2 separate regions of the Mus musculus genome follow, and region 1 is linked to region 2. The links are chromatin contacts, called in public HiChIP or PLAC-seq maps. All regions are on one chromosome and are shown on one strand. Each heading gives the region's core, a stretch centred on a gene start, on an enhancer-like site or on the middle of the called end of the contact. The rest is flanking DNA. Distances are from core to core; before and after follow the strand shown.

What was found. HiChIP or PLAC-seq counts read pairs in DNA pulled down with a chosen protein or histone mark.
Region 1: a contact with region 2 is called in an H3K4me3 HiChIP or PLAC-seq map of bone marrow-derived macrophages, with 2.4 times the contacts expected there. The contact joins the enhancer-like site here to the promoter of Hnrnpr in region 2. A contact is called at or near these places in 14 of 39 promoter capture datasets (3T3-L1-derived adipocytes, the C10 cell line, the HPC-7 cell line and 9 more), 1 of 484 Hi-C or Micro-C datasets (DN3 thymocytes), 13 of 115 datasets of contacts at active chromatin or transcription factors (CD8 T cells, the NIH/3T3 cell line, the SCID.adh cell line and 7 more) and 3 of 9 other capture datasets (adipose tissue, liver and pancreatic islet).

Annotation. Positions count from the first base shown.
Region 1 is chr4:136,567,368-136,572,891 of GRCm38.p6, forward strand. Kdm1a (lysine (K)-specific demethylase 1A) reads right to left here. Exons shown (of 20, transcript NM_001347221.1): 7 at 4,851-4,957; 8 at 3,091-3,172; 9 at 1,206-1,300. Among named protein-coding and RNA genes, the nearest start is that of Kdm1a, 33 kb to the right of the region's middle. Within about 2 kb of position 2,809, at least 72 of the 459 cell types and tissues checked have an H3K27ac peak or open chromatin away from gene starts, as enhancers often do. A contact at or near this core is called in DN3 thymocytes and bone marrow-derived macrophages, where this site is marked.
Region 2 is chr4:136,308,884-136,315,105 of GRCm38.p6, forward strand. Hnrnpr (heterogeneous nuclear ribonucleoprotein R) reads left to right here and starts at 2,059. Exons shown (of 11, transcript NM_001277121.1): 1 at 2,059-2,206; 2 at 5,207-5,372. The coding sequence starts at 5,216.

The sequences.
Region 1 (5,524 bases), core at 1,559-4,058, 260 kb after region 2:
TCCCTGAAGAAGAAACAGGAAAAATTAAACAAACTGGGAAAATGGGAGTACATTATAATACTCTTCCTACTTCTGTAGTTTTTAAAAAAATTCCATAATAAAAACTGGAGGGGTGCTACTCCCATATAAGTAACAATAGATTGCAGCAGGGAACCTGTCTTCAACTTTATTTTTTTTTACTGACTTTTGTCAGTAAATTATTAGTAACTTTTTATAAGTTACTAATAAGTTAGCATCAATTATATCCCTTCTCTCTCATTCCATTCTTATTTTGTTAGATGTCTCTCACAAATAAGCCCTGGAAAGAAATCTGCACATCTGGTAGACATAACCCAAGGCGTTTCCTTAACATCAGCCTCTTTCTGATCTGAAGCCCACAAAGCCCAGAGACAGATGTCCCCTGAGATCATCATCCTGTAAAACTTAAGAGCAGGGAATCTTATCACTCTGGTAACAATAACTAAGCTATACATATACAATACATAGCAAACTTTCTTTCTCAAAATACAAAGTTAGCCATATGTTTACATTCTCAGACAGTGTTTCTCATCCTGACAGGGGAGCTGGTCAAATTTCTGCTAAACACAAACTTCTGAATTTTACTCATACCTGCAAAATCAGGATTGCCAGGGGCAGCCTAGGCATGTCTGACCAAGGCCCGAGCTCTCACATCTCAAACCAATCACCATGTTGCTGCTAATCTCACACCAAGGACAAGAAGCTCCTAGGCCTCTAACCATAAGCACTAACTTACTCTACCTCTGGATAAGTGTCCCCGGCTGTTTGCTAGCCCTCCTGTCAGAAGCCTCTATCTATACACAAAGGGAAGTGACAGAGCACACAGAGCTAAAGCACATGATGGAGGGACAGCACAGAAATAGGAAGACTCAGGTTCAATTCCATAGGTCTATTGAAAAAAATTGGCTAGGGCCAATTAGCTGTGTGGCCAGCCTTCAGTCAATTCCTACAGACAAAATGCCTAGGCAGACATGTAAATTTGCACATATACCATCATCTCTTCCTAAATAACTCAGAGTTAAGAAAACAGCTAGAAAAACAGCAATTGTTTCTAAGTCTGTATAGTCACACCATGCTCATCTCTCTTCTCGGTCTGTATACTCATAGCATGCTCAGTCATACAGTTCCCTAAAATGATTTCCAACCGAACCAAAGAAATTTTGAAAAGCTGTTTGTCATCAACTTACAGCTTGTCCATTGGCTTCATAAAGTGGGCATTTTTGCTTGATCTTGGCCAGTTCCATATTTACTTGTTTGCTGACGACAGCCATGGGATTCCCTCCTAGGAAAAAACTCAAACAAAGTCAGCCTACCCTTGAAAAGGAAAACCTCAAAGTCAAATTTTCTTTACTCAAAACAAAAACTTGCTAAATTCAGCCTTGGTGGCCTATGCCGGTACTGCAGCCCTTTCAAGGTGAGAGACAGGAAGGCAGAGTGGTGTCCAAGGCCAGCCAGCTATGCAATGAGACACCCTGCAGAATAAGCAAGGGCAGGCATAGAACTCAGTACTAGAGCTGGTCTCCCATTTTCAAGGCACTGAGCTGGATCCCCAGCAGCACTGCCAAAAAACTGAGTAAGCAGCTGACAATGCAGGATGTTAATTATATCTTCTATTCTAAAGCTCATGGGGAAAACGTAGACCAAGGTAAAAAAATTAAATAAGCCAGGCGCTTTTAATCTCAGCACTTGGGAGGCAGAGGCAGGTGAATCTCTGCATTTGAGGCCAACCTAGTCTACAGAGCGAGTTCTAGGACAGCCAGGGCTACACAGAGAAACCCTGTTCAGAAAAAAATGGGGGGGGGGCGCGGGGGGTTTATATTGCTCATAATCCTTTAAGTTAATGTTTTAATACAGAGCTTTCTGTGTACAGTTACAGGCTTCACATAAAAGGGTTATAACCCATTCTGTGATAGTTATAATTTAGCAATACATTGCAAACATGTTATGCTATGAAGCTATAATTCTTAGTGGATATTCATGTCTCACCATATAATAATTTAATCTTCTAATGTGGTTTCTAATGCTGTGCCATTAGAAACAATGTTGTGTTGGAAATGATCCAAACACAGCATCATTCACTGGTCTGTTTGCTCAGGATAAATTCTTTAAACTATAAAAAGACGCCCTAGTGTCAAAAGCCTTGTACAATTCCCATTTTTCCGCCTTCAGAAAGGATAATTGGCAAGGTGCCTTCCACTAATAGAATAAGGACCTGCTGTGATTTGAATATACTTTGCCCCCTCAAAACACAGGTTGGACCAGGTTGTAGTGGCACACGCCTTCAATCCTAGCACTTGGGGGGTGGGGACACAGAAGCAATTGGATCTCTGTGAGCTCCAGGTCAGCCTGGATTGAGTTCCAGGACTTCCAGAGCTACTGAGAGAAACCCTGTCTCATTAAAACAAAACACACTCAGAACCAAAACAACAAACTCAGGCTGGAGTTTAATTCCCACTCTGAGAATTCCCACTTAATCCTCCTATTCAAAAGGTAAACGCTTTGGAGATGATATGATAGGTGAACTTGATTGACTGACTCTTATTAGCCTTAGGAGGGTGAAACATAAAGGCACTCACATACGGTTTCTTGCCATGTGATCTGAACTCCCAGAGACTATTAGCAAGAAGCCTAACAGATCACTGCTCCTATGGCCTAGAACCACAACTATAAGGAAATTAAGTAAACTCTCATTATGACTCTGTCTGTGCTGTGTCCCTATGACTGTCTGTCTGTCTGTAGTGTGTCCCTATGACTCACTCACTATCTGTCTGTGGTGTGTCCCTATGACTCACTCACTGTCTGTCTGTGGTGTGTCCCTATGACTCACTCACTGTCTGTGGTATGTTCCTATGACTGTCTGTCTGTCTGTCTGTCTGTCTGTCTGTGGTGTGTGTCTATGACTCCTGTCTGTCTATGGTGTGTCCCTATGATTCACTCTCTGTCTGTGGTAAGTCACTATGACTTACTGTCTATGAGTCCCCAGTTAGTATATTATAAGAGTAACTATTGGTTTAAATGTAAGCGCTTTCTCATTTTAGATTGTGTAATGCAGTATCAAATTAAACTACTTACCAAGACCTGTTACAACCATGGCGCCAAGATCAGCTACATAGTTTCCTTTTCGAAATGTAGCAACTCGTCCACCTACTCGATCCTGTTTGTTAGAGATGAAACGGTCCGAGTCATCTAGGCTGTTTTAACCATAACTAAGCACAGCAGAGCCGCTACTCTACTCTACCATACCTGACACTCAGCTGTTCTCAGTGCACAGGACTCACAAGGCCCACTCAAAAACTATATGCTTATAAATTCCAACACTAGACGACTCTCTGCCACCGTGAACTGATGCTCATCCTTTGGTTACCACAGTCCTTTGCAGTGAGGATGAGAATTACATCAAGCTGCCCCAGCCAGTGTTAGACTGATGATCTCCCAGAAGGCCAAGCAGTCTGGGCCACAGAGACAGTCACTGGTTGTTGTAACTGTATCTTTAGATCAATAACTTCTCTGACAAATGTCCTCTGCCAAGGAACCTGATGCCCAGGAACACAAACTGGTAACAATAGATTTTAGTCCTAAACAGGTCCAGGCTTATGTCTACTGATTAAGGTTTCGGGGATAGAAAAACCTTACTGAGTTACAGTGGTAACTTAAAATTACTGAAAATATCAAAACACCCTGTAAACTTGAGATACACTACAAAAACTGCAGAGCAAAACTTTACGAGCTATAACGTGGGAAGGATCACAATGACCTGCTAAGCCTTCCTTCCTTTACTCTTAACACACAGTACAGAGTACATACAAAAGCAACAGCCTATCAGGAAAACCATTTTCATGTCCCCATGCTCTATTTAAATATTATTTAAAAAATTAAAACTTCATAAAAAGCCATTTTAAATTAACTACATATAGTATTTTAAAGATTTTATAAAATGCTTAAATGTTTAGGTTACTAAGAAAGTTTCTTTCATTTTTTTAAATAAAAAAATCAGTCACTGGAAGGCAAAATATGGAAGAAAAAAAAAAAAAGGATGTATACAAACCACTTTTCTAACAGCTCCCTGAAGTGACCTGCTCTCACCCTCTCCACCTCAGTTTCTACTTCCAGATCTGGGAATGATGAACTACTTCTCCTAGCTTTAGCTGCTCCTGAAAGACCTGCTCTACCGAACATAATTCCCTTTCCCTATCTAGCAAACAAGGGATATAATTTAATAACTGAAATATCACCTCCTACAAAGTTTATGACCACCCCAAATTAAAGCGCTAACTTTAGAGCTGGAGAGAGAACTCACTGGTTAAGAGTACTGGATGCTCTCGTAGAGGATCTGAGCTCAATTCCCAGCAGCCCCGAGTGACTCACAACCAACTCAATCCAGCTCAAGAGATGTGATGCCCTCTTCTGGGAGCCTACACTCACATGTGCACATAGTCACACCCAGATATATGCATAAAACACACAATTATAACCCTTAAAGCAGACAGAGTGCTAAAGGTAAAAACCTATCTGAAATTATCCACCCCAAGGACTGACGGATCCTTTATGAACTCCACAGTCATTGATCACCTTCTAAAGATCTACTGTCAAAAATAATTTAGCAAAAATATAGCTCAATGGTAGAGCATTTATTTAACTACTGTGTGCAAGGCTCTTGGGTTTGATTCCCAGCACCAAATAATCATAATATAAATAAAAGCTACAGCACCAACACTAAAGAGTATCCCAAGAATATTCTGTAACACCACAGAAACCAGCCTGGGCAAGCACATGGTAATTCTCTACCATGTTTCCATTAGATCAGGCCTCTAATCCCAAAATCTAACTCTTACCCTGGCTTCCAGAAGTGTGACATCCATCCCAAAACTCTGTAGCTGTCGAGCTGCTGCCAAGCCAGAAACACCTGAACCTATAATAATCACCTTTCCTGTCTTTTTAACTGAAAGGGAGAAAAGAGAACAAAAATTATAATATTTTATAATTCTGAGTTTGCATGTTTTTCTTCTCATGAAAACTTTTGGCTTTTTAATGTAATGTCTTAAACAATTCAGTTACTTTCAAACTGTAGAGACTGTGGAAATTATAAATGTCAGAAACTTGTAGAAATTAATTCAATACTGTAAACTTGTAACTGAACGTACAGGTCTGAGCCATTATTAGTAATTTGAAGTTCTGTGGCCTAACCACTCAGGAAGGCCTTCACAACTGTACCAATGTGAGCCATCCTCTTTAAGAGTCTCACTTCTGTTTAAGTTAGTATTCCTGTCTGAAAATATTAATTTTTTTCCAGAATATCTTTATCTCTCAGATCCCTGGCAGCAGACATTGCTCAAACAGCACGAATAGGGCAAATACTTAGAAAGCAAGAGGAACCACAGAGGAAAGCCTCAAACCTGCTGCCTGCCTAACTAACTTCTCCCATTTCTAACAACTCTTTAATTCAAAGTTTTAAAAACTGGAATTATTCTCTTCCTAAAACCTTCTCAAACAGGAAATTCGAAGAAAT
Region 2 (6,222 bases), core at 809-3,308:
CAGGTTGTGAAAGCTTTGATATGCATAGTCTACTGCCCTGGAATTTCTCTAAGGTACAAAAGCTTATTTAAATTATTTTATATGTTTGGGTGCTTTTGCCTGCATATATGCTTGCATATCACATGTGTGCCTAGTGTCTAAAAAGGTCAGTGGAGGGCATCAGATCTTCTGGAACTGGAGTATCAGACATTTGTGAACTACCATATTGGCTCTGGGATTGAACCTGGGTCTCTCCAGCCACCAGAACCCCACCCCACAAGTTAGAGCCTGAACTCAGGGCTCTTTGTATGGAAGAACGTGCTCTAACACTGAGCTGTATGCTCCTGGGAGATCTGTGTTTTACATCCCATAATATTGGCTTGGTATTGGACACTAACGGCCTTGTTAGTATTGCTGGGATACAACACCGGTGGGATAATTTATACAGAAGAGGGTTTTTATCTGATCTTGTGTTTGCTTATGTGTGTGTGGAGGGAGGTGCAGACGAAGGTCAGAGGAAGAAAGTGAGTGTCCTGCTCTTCCACCCTCCGCCCTGGAGCTAAACTGGCAGCAAGCTACAGCAATTCTCCGGTTGCAGTCTACATCAGCACTGGAGTTTACAGGTGCATGCGGTCACGCCAGGCTTTTTACTCAAGTGGATGGAGATTCACAGTCAGGTTTTTTTTTTGTGGGGGGGCGGGGTTTCGAGACAGGGTTTCTCTGTATAGCCCTGGCTGTCCTGGAACTCACTCTGTAGACCAGGCTGGCCTGGAACTCAGAAATCCGCCTGACTGCCTCCCGAGTGCTGGGATTAAAGGCATGCGCCACCACTGCCGGGCCACAGTCAGGATTTTAAACTTGCATTTGAGCCGTCTCTCCAGCCCCTAGGACAGGCTTTACAATTTACAGTTCTGGAAGCAGGGAAGTCCAACATTGAGAGCACGCGGGGATAAGGGCCGTCTCCCTACGCTGGAAGCGCAAAAGATGCAGAGAAGATCTAGAGTCAGGCATCAAACTCACAGCCTGGAGGCCTATCAGTCGGCTTTAATGCTTTGAGGGTGGAGTCCTAGTGCCCGAAACACCTCCCACTACCGGCCCCACCTCCCAGCACTACTACATTGGCCATCAAGTTCGTATCAAGTGCACTTTTGCACATGTCCGTTCAAAAACGCATGGGTAGACTAACAATAAACTTTGGTTTATAGGATTTGAGAAACATGATCTCCAGATATGTTTGGAAGCAGATCCCTTGACCTTCTTCACTGAGGTAGTGTTGGGACAGGAGTGACAGGTGAGAGGTTTATGAATAACAGGTATTAGTTTCTTGGAAATGAACCCTTTGCCCGCTTGCCTGGCTTTCAGTCGTTGATCCAGTGACCCTACCTACTCTAGTCTCCAAACTCCGAAGGGTCCCTGCTTTCTGTTAGCGTCACTCTTGAGTCAGATCCACGTTATTCTGTGAGGAGAAGAGCCAAGGAGGGAAACAGGCAGTTTCTCCAGTCATTCTAAGGGATGCTTTTCTACAGAGAAATCTCCAGCGACACGAGTCAAGTCACCCTGAAGTTGTGTTTTGACTAGAGCCAAGATGATCTATTGATGGAGCCCAGCGTGTGGCGAATGGGGTGTGCTCGGGACCTAACGCTCAGAACGGCGGGAGGGAGGATTGGAGATAAGGGACTCCGGCGCGGGGTAGCAGCGCCATTGCGGAGCGTGGCCGCCGGGACCCGAGGGGGCGGGGCTCCGGAGGTGGCCACGCGGCGGGAGGCCTAGATTTTTCAACCTCTTAACGGTGGTAGAAGAAGAGGGAGGAGCTTCGGCCACGCAAGGCCCGCTGCCCCGCAGCCTCGCCACTACCAGGGGCTCCCACCAACAGACCCCTTTGTGTGCATGCCCCCGCCCCGGAGGCGCCGCAGCCAGTGGCGCTGAGACCCCTCATTGGCTCAGCCCGACGGCCACACCGATTGGTCCTCGGAGTCCCCGACGTGAGGGCCGCTTTCCCCTCTCTCTTATTGGCCCGTCAAGCTGCCCGTCATACGGTCTCGTGGGCCGATTGGTCGGCCGCACGGAGTCCCTGGAAGCAGTTCCGGGAAACCCCGCGTGCTGCCGGGATCGCGTCTCGGTCCATGCGAGGGGGGGAGGGGGTGGCGCGCGCGCCATTTCTTGTCGTTTTCAAAGCGCCTCGCGCTGCTTCTCACGGGCCAGGCCGCCAGCCCCCAGCTCTGCCCTGGTGAGTCTCGCGCTGGCCCGTGGGGGGGAGGGGCCGGGAGTCCCGGTCTGACCGGACTCGGCCGGGTCCAGGCTCGGCGCCCTGGCCTGCAGTTTGGGTCTTTGCTCCGAGGCCCCAGGGTGGGGGTGGGGATGGGCCGGGGGCGGCTTCTGCTCCGGCCCGCCGCGCAGCCGCGGGCCTGAGTCCCGCCGCGGCGCCTCCTCTCTCTGTCGCTCATCCTTCTCAGCCCCTCCGGTGCCCCGGTCCCTCGGTCCGCTGTCCTCCGTGCGGCCTGCCGGTCTCGCGGTGCTTTTTCCCGCCTCCGCCCGCCGCTGTCCGCGGCCCCGGTCCGGGCGAAGGGTTTCAGGCGTTTCCCCCTGACCCCGGTGCTTGCCCCCGAGGCCTGCGGTCAGGCCTGGCCCGCCTCTCGCCCGGCGGCCTGTGGGATGTGTTGATAACCGGGTCGCGCCCGAGGGGGTGGGGTGAGCCGAGGGCGGGGTGCAAGTCCCAGGGTTACCTGAGCCGGGAGCAAACTTTTACGGGAGTCGGAGCCGAGGGGCCGAGGTATGGGGGGTGCCTCCCGCCCGATCCCCAACCTGCATGCTTCGAGCCGGGATTTGAAGGAAAAAATGACTACTAAGAGGCCGTGACACTTGGTTTCGAGCGGCGCCTGAGCTAGGTAATTCTGAGAATGTCATAGGCGCTCCAGTTTGGAAAAGCGCTTCTTTTTCTTACACGGTAGTAGCCATGTGGCCAGAATTTTAAGACGAAAGCCCAGGGGTTCTTGAAAGGTTCAGTCCTTTCTCGTTACCTGTTTGGGATTTTTCCCCCCCTTGCCCTTTAAAAGCAGAATGTGTCAGGAGTCAGTCGTAGTGATTAAAGGCTTGATACTCCCGAGCTGTGAGATAACCGTTAGCTTTCCTTGGTTCTTTTAAAAGCCCGTCTCTCAACATTTTGCTTAGAGATGTTCGCCACAAGTCAGGGAGAAGCTAGTACTGACTTCCCGAGTCTCCCAGCGGTCCTTATAAATCTTATTTAAATGACTTTATTTTGTAATTTTCTTTTTTTTGCAAAAATGTTTGTGTCAAAGGGTTCCAGTCACGTTAGAATATTTGCTGCATCCAGAAATATGGTTTGGCTGTGTGGCATTGTTGTTGAATCCCCCCTCTTGATCCGAAGGATTTATTTCCTAGAGTCTATTTTACCTTTTTTTTTTTTTTAGGTTAAAGTTGACAAAATCTGAACATTTTAAAAGTTTTGATATCAATGGTAGTCATAAATGTCTTGTGCTTAATACATAACTTGTCATTTTGCTTCACGCATACTTTTCAAAAACACTCCACCTTAACAGATGTTCATCGAACTTCTCAGTTAATTTCCTCTCCTGTAACATAGTATTCATAGGTGCAGTGCTATGAAGGTCTTGTTACAGAACTTTTGAGTTGTGATCTTCGTATAGTGTTTGTGGGGGAGGAATGGGAAAGCACAAATGTATGTCCACAGAAAGATTTTGGATTTTAGAATGCTTCTTTATAGAACTAGGTTGTTTTAATCAGTAAAAAGGTTCATCTTACATTTTACGTGCTAGTATAGTGGTTTCTTGTGCCAGTTTTGGATGTTTCTATTTTTTGCTAGTTCATCAGAATTTGAGGCTTGCCTTGAGATACATCGTTAAGTACAGTCGCGTCTCTGTAGACATTAGAGGACTAGTGAGAGCTTTGTGATGAGAAGTCATGCAGCTGTCAGGTCATTCTCAGAGTAACACCCTTCACACTCTGCTTCTACTATTGCCTTCCTCTTTCTCCTCTCATTAACTTCAACTAGACATCAGTGGATGTTCAAATGAAGAGTTGTTTTGTGTCAGGAAACAGCATTTGCACAGTGTTTGATGACTGATCAGGAATGGATTGGCTATCTTAAGCTATAGTGCTTGAGGGTGACTTGTGGTTTCTATCTTGTGTCTTCAGGGACAGTAGGCTTTTTCGTGAGACCCAGCTTCATCTTGCCTTTACCTCTGTGCTGTGACATCTCTTGAGCCACCCATTCTCTTCATCACATGGAATGTCACGCACACACTTAATGCCCTGACTTTGAGGTAGTGTAGACTGGCCTTGTATGCTTTTGTGATTTACTCTCTCTTCAGGGAATTGGTCCATTTCAGCATTATATACAGGCTGAACATACAAAATGATTTTGGTAGGTTAATCTGAGAAACCTGACAAAGTTTAGGCCAGTTAGATAGTGTTTGTGAAGTTTTTTTTGCAAGTTGTTTATTCAGTATTTTTTGCAACTTTCTTTCACTGACAAGAAAAATTCCACTCATACTCCTGGGTTTTTTGTTTTGTTTTGTTTTTAAAAACAAGAAGCAACCTCAACTAGAGCTCAATTATTTTTATTTAGACTGTAAACAATGGCTTAGCTTTTAAAGTTGGTCATTTTTTCTTTTAAATCTGTGAATGGGAATAGCAAATTCATCTTAGAACAAAATTAATGTGAAAGTTGTGTTTTTAAGTGAGGTGGAGAGAACCCAAGCCACCAGCTCATTGACCGAGATACAACATGGATTTATTTCATACCTATGTTGTTTCTGAAGCAGAGCTAGGGAAAATGGAAAGTTCTTAAACCTTGATTAAGTGATGTGTGGGTGTTCATTCTGTTTTAAATCAAATTTTAGAACTCTGTAAGCTGAGGGGCCTTTAGGATTTCCTGGTGGTTTGTTGATCTGCTCCCCAGAACACAACGGCTGCTTCTGTTACTCAGCAATTGTACCTGCCGTAAACTCAAGTTCTTCTACCCCAGAGTACATGAAGTTGCTTAAGGATCCGATACTTCCATGTACATTTTCTATAGTTTGACAAGATTATTACTGGAAATATAGGTCAGATGCTCACAAAAGGCATAAAATATTCTGGATAGTTATTAGCAGCATGTGTACAAATTAGTTGAGGTAAATCATGAATTGTCCTACAATCTAGTTATTTCTGGCTTAATGTAATATAGCTCCTGAATTTTTTCCAGCAGCATAATAAAATGGCTAATCAGGTGAATGGTAATGCGGTACAGTTAAAAGAAGAGGAAGAACCAATGGATACTTCCAGTGTAACTCACACAGAACACTACAAGACACTGATAGAGGCAGGCCTCCCACAGAAGGTGGCAGAAAGACTTGATGAAATATTTCAGACAGGTATAATATGCATTTCTTGTTTCTGACTGGTTATGAAAGTGAGGGCAAACCACGTTGAATTTTATAGATTTTAAGGATAAATAATGCTTACTATTTGTGATTTGTGTAGAGCCAATACTTTCCCTTCATTGAGGGCATATTGGGTTTGACTTTATTCCTGTTTCATTATTTTGAAGCCTTAGTGTTGAATATGCAGACTTAGTTGTTTCAGAACAGAACATCAATTTGTCTTAGATTTACTACCAATTAAAATGTATGTTTCAGCATACCAAATTTTACATTTCCCCCTAACCTAAATCAGTCATCATTTTGCTTTTACTTTTCTACTTTTAGCTTTTTAAAAGTGATTGTTAAGTCAGTGTAGGTCTGATTAGGTGGCATAAGAGGAATAGTTAGACTGTATTGTCTGAAACGATAATATATGTCATACTCCGTGAGAGTTTGTGGCCTGTCTAGTTTCTAATAGACAGAAATTCACATCTCTCGGGTAATTTGGAAGTGTTTGGCTTGCAACAGCTGTTTTTTGTTTTTGATTTTTTTCTTAATGTGTAAGTCCCATGGTTAAGTGCTTAAGCAAATTTGAACATCTTAATATGGTTGGTTGTAGGTGGTTTGAAGTTTTAAACAGGGAGAGAAATATTTACCCTTAGGGAATGGTGTTCGTAAATAAATGTGTCCTCCTTTGGGGCCATAGATGGAAACTTTCTTCCTCTGTGTTTGTGTGCCTATCCAGATCAGGAGAGAGAATTGTTTCTTTTAGAAATATGTTTTAAATTTAGTAGACATAGCTGTGCTTTTTTTTTTCTTAAAAATATTTTAAATCTTGCAGCTGAGATTTAATTTTAGACAC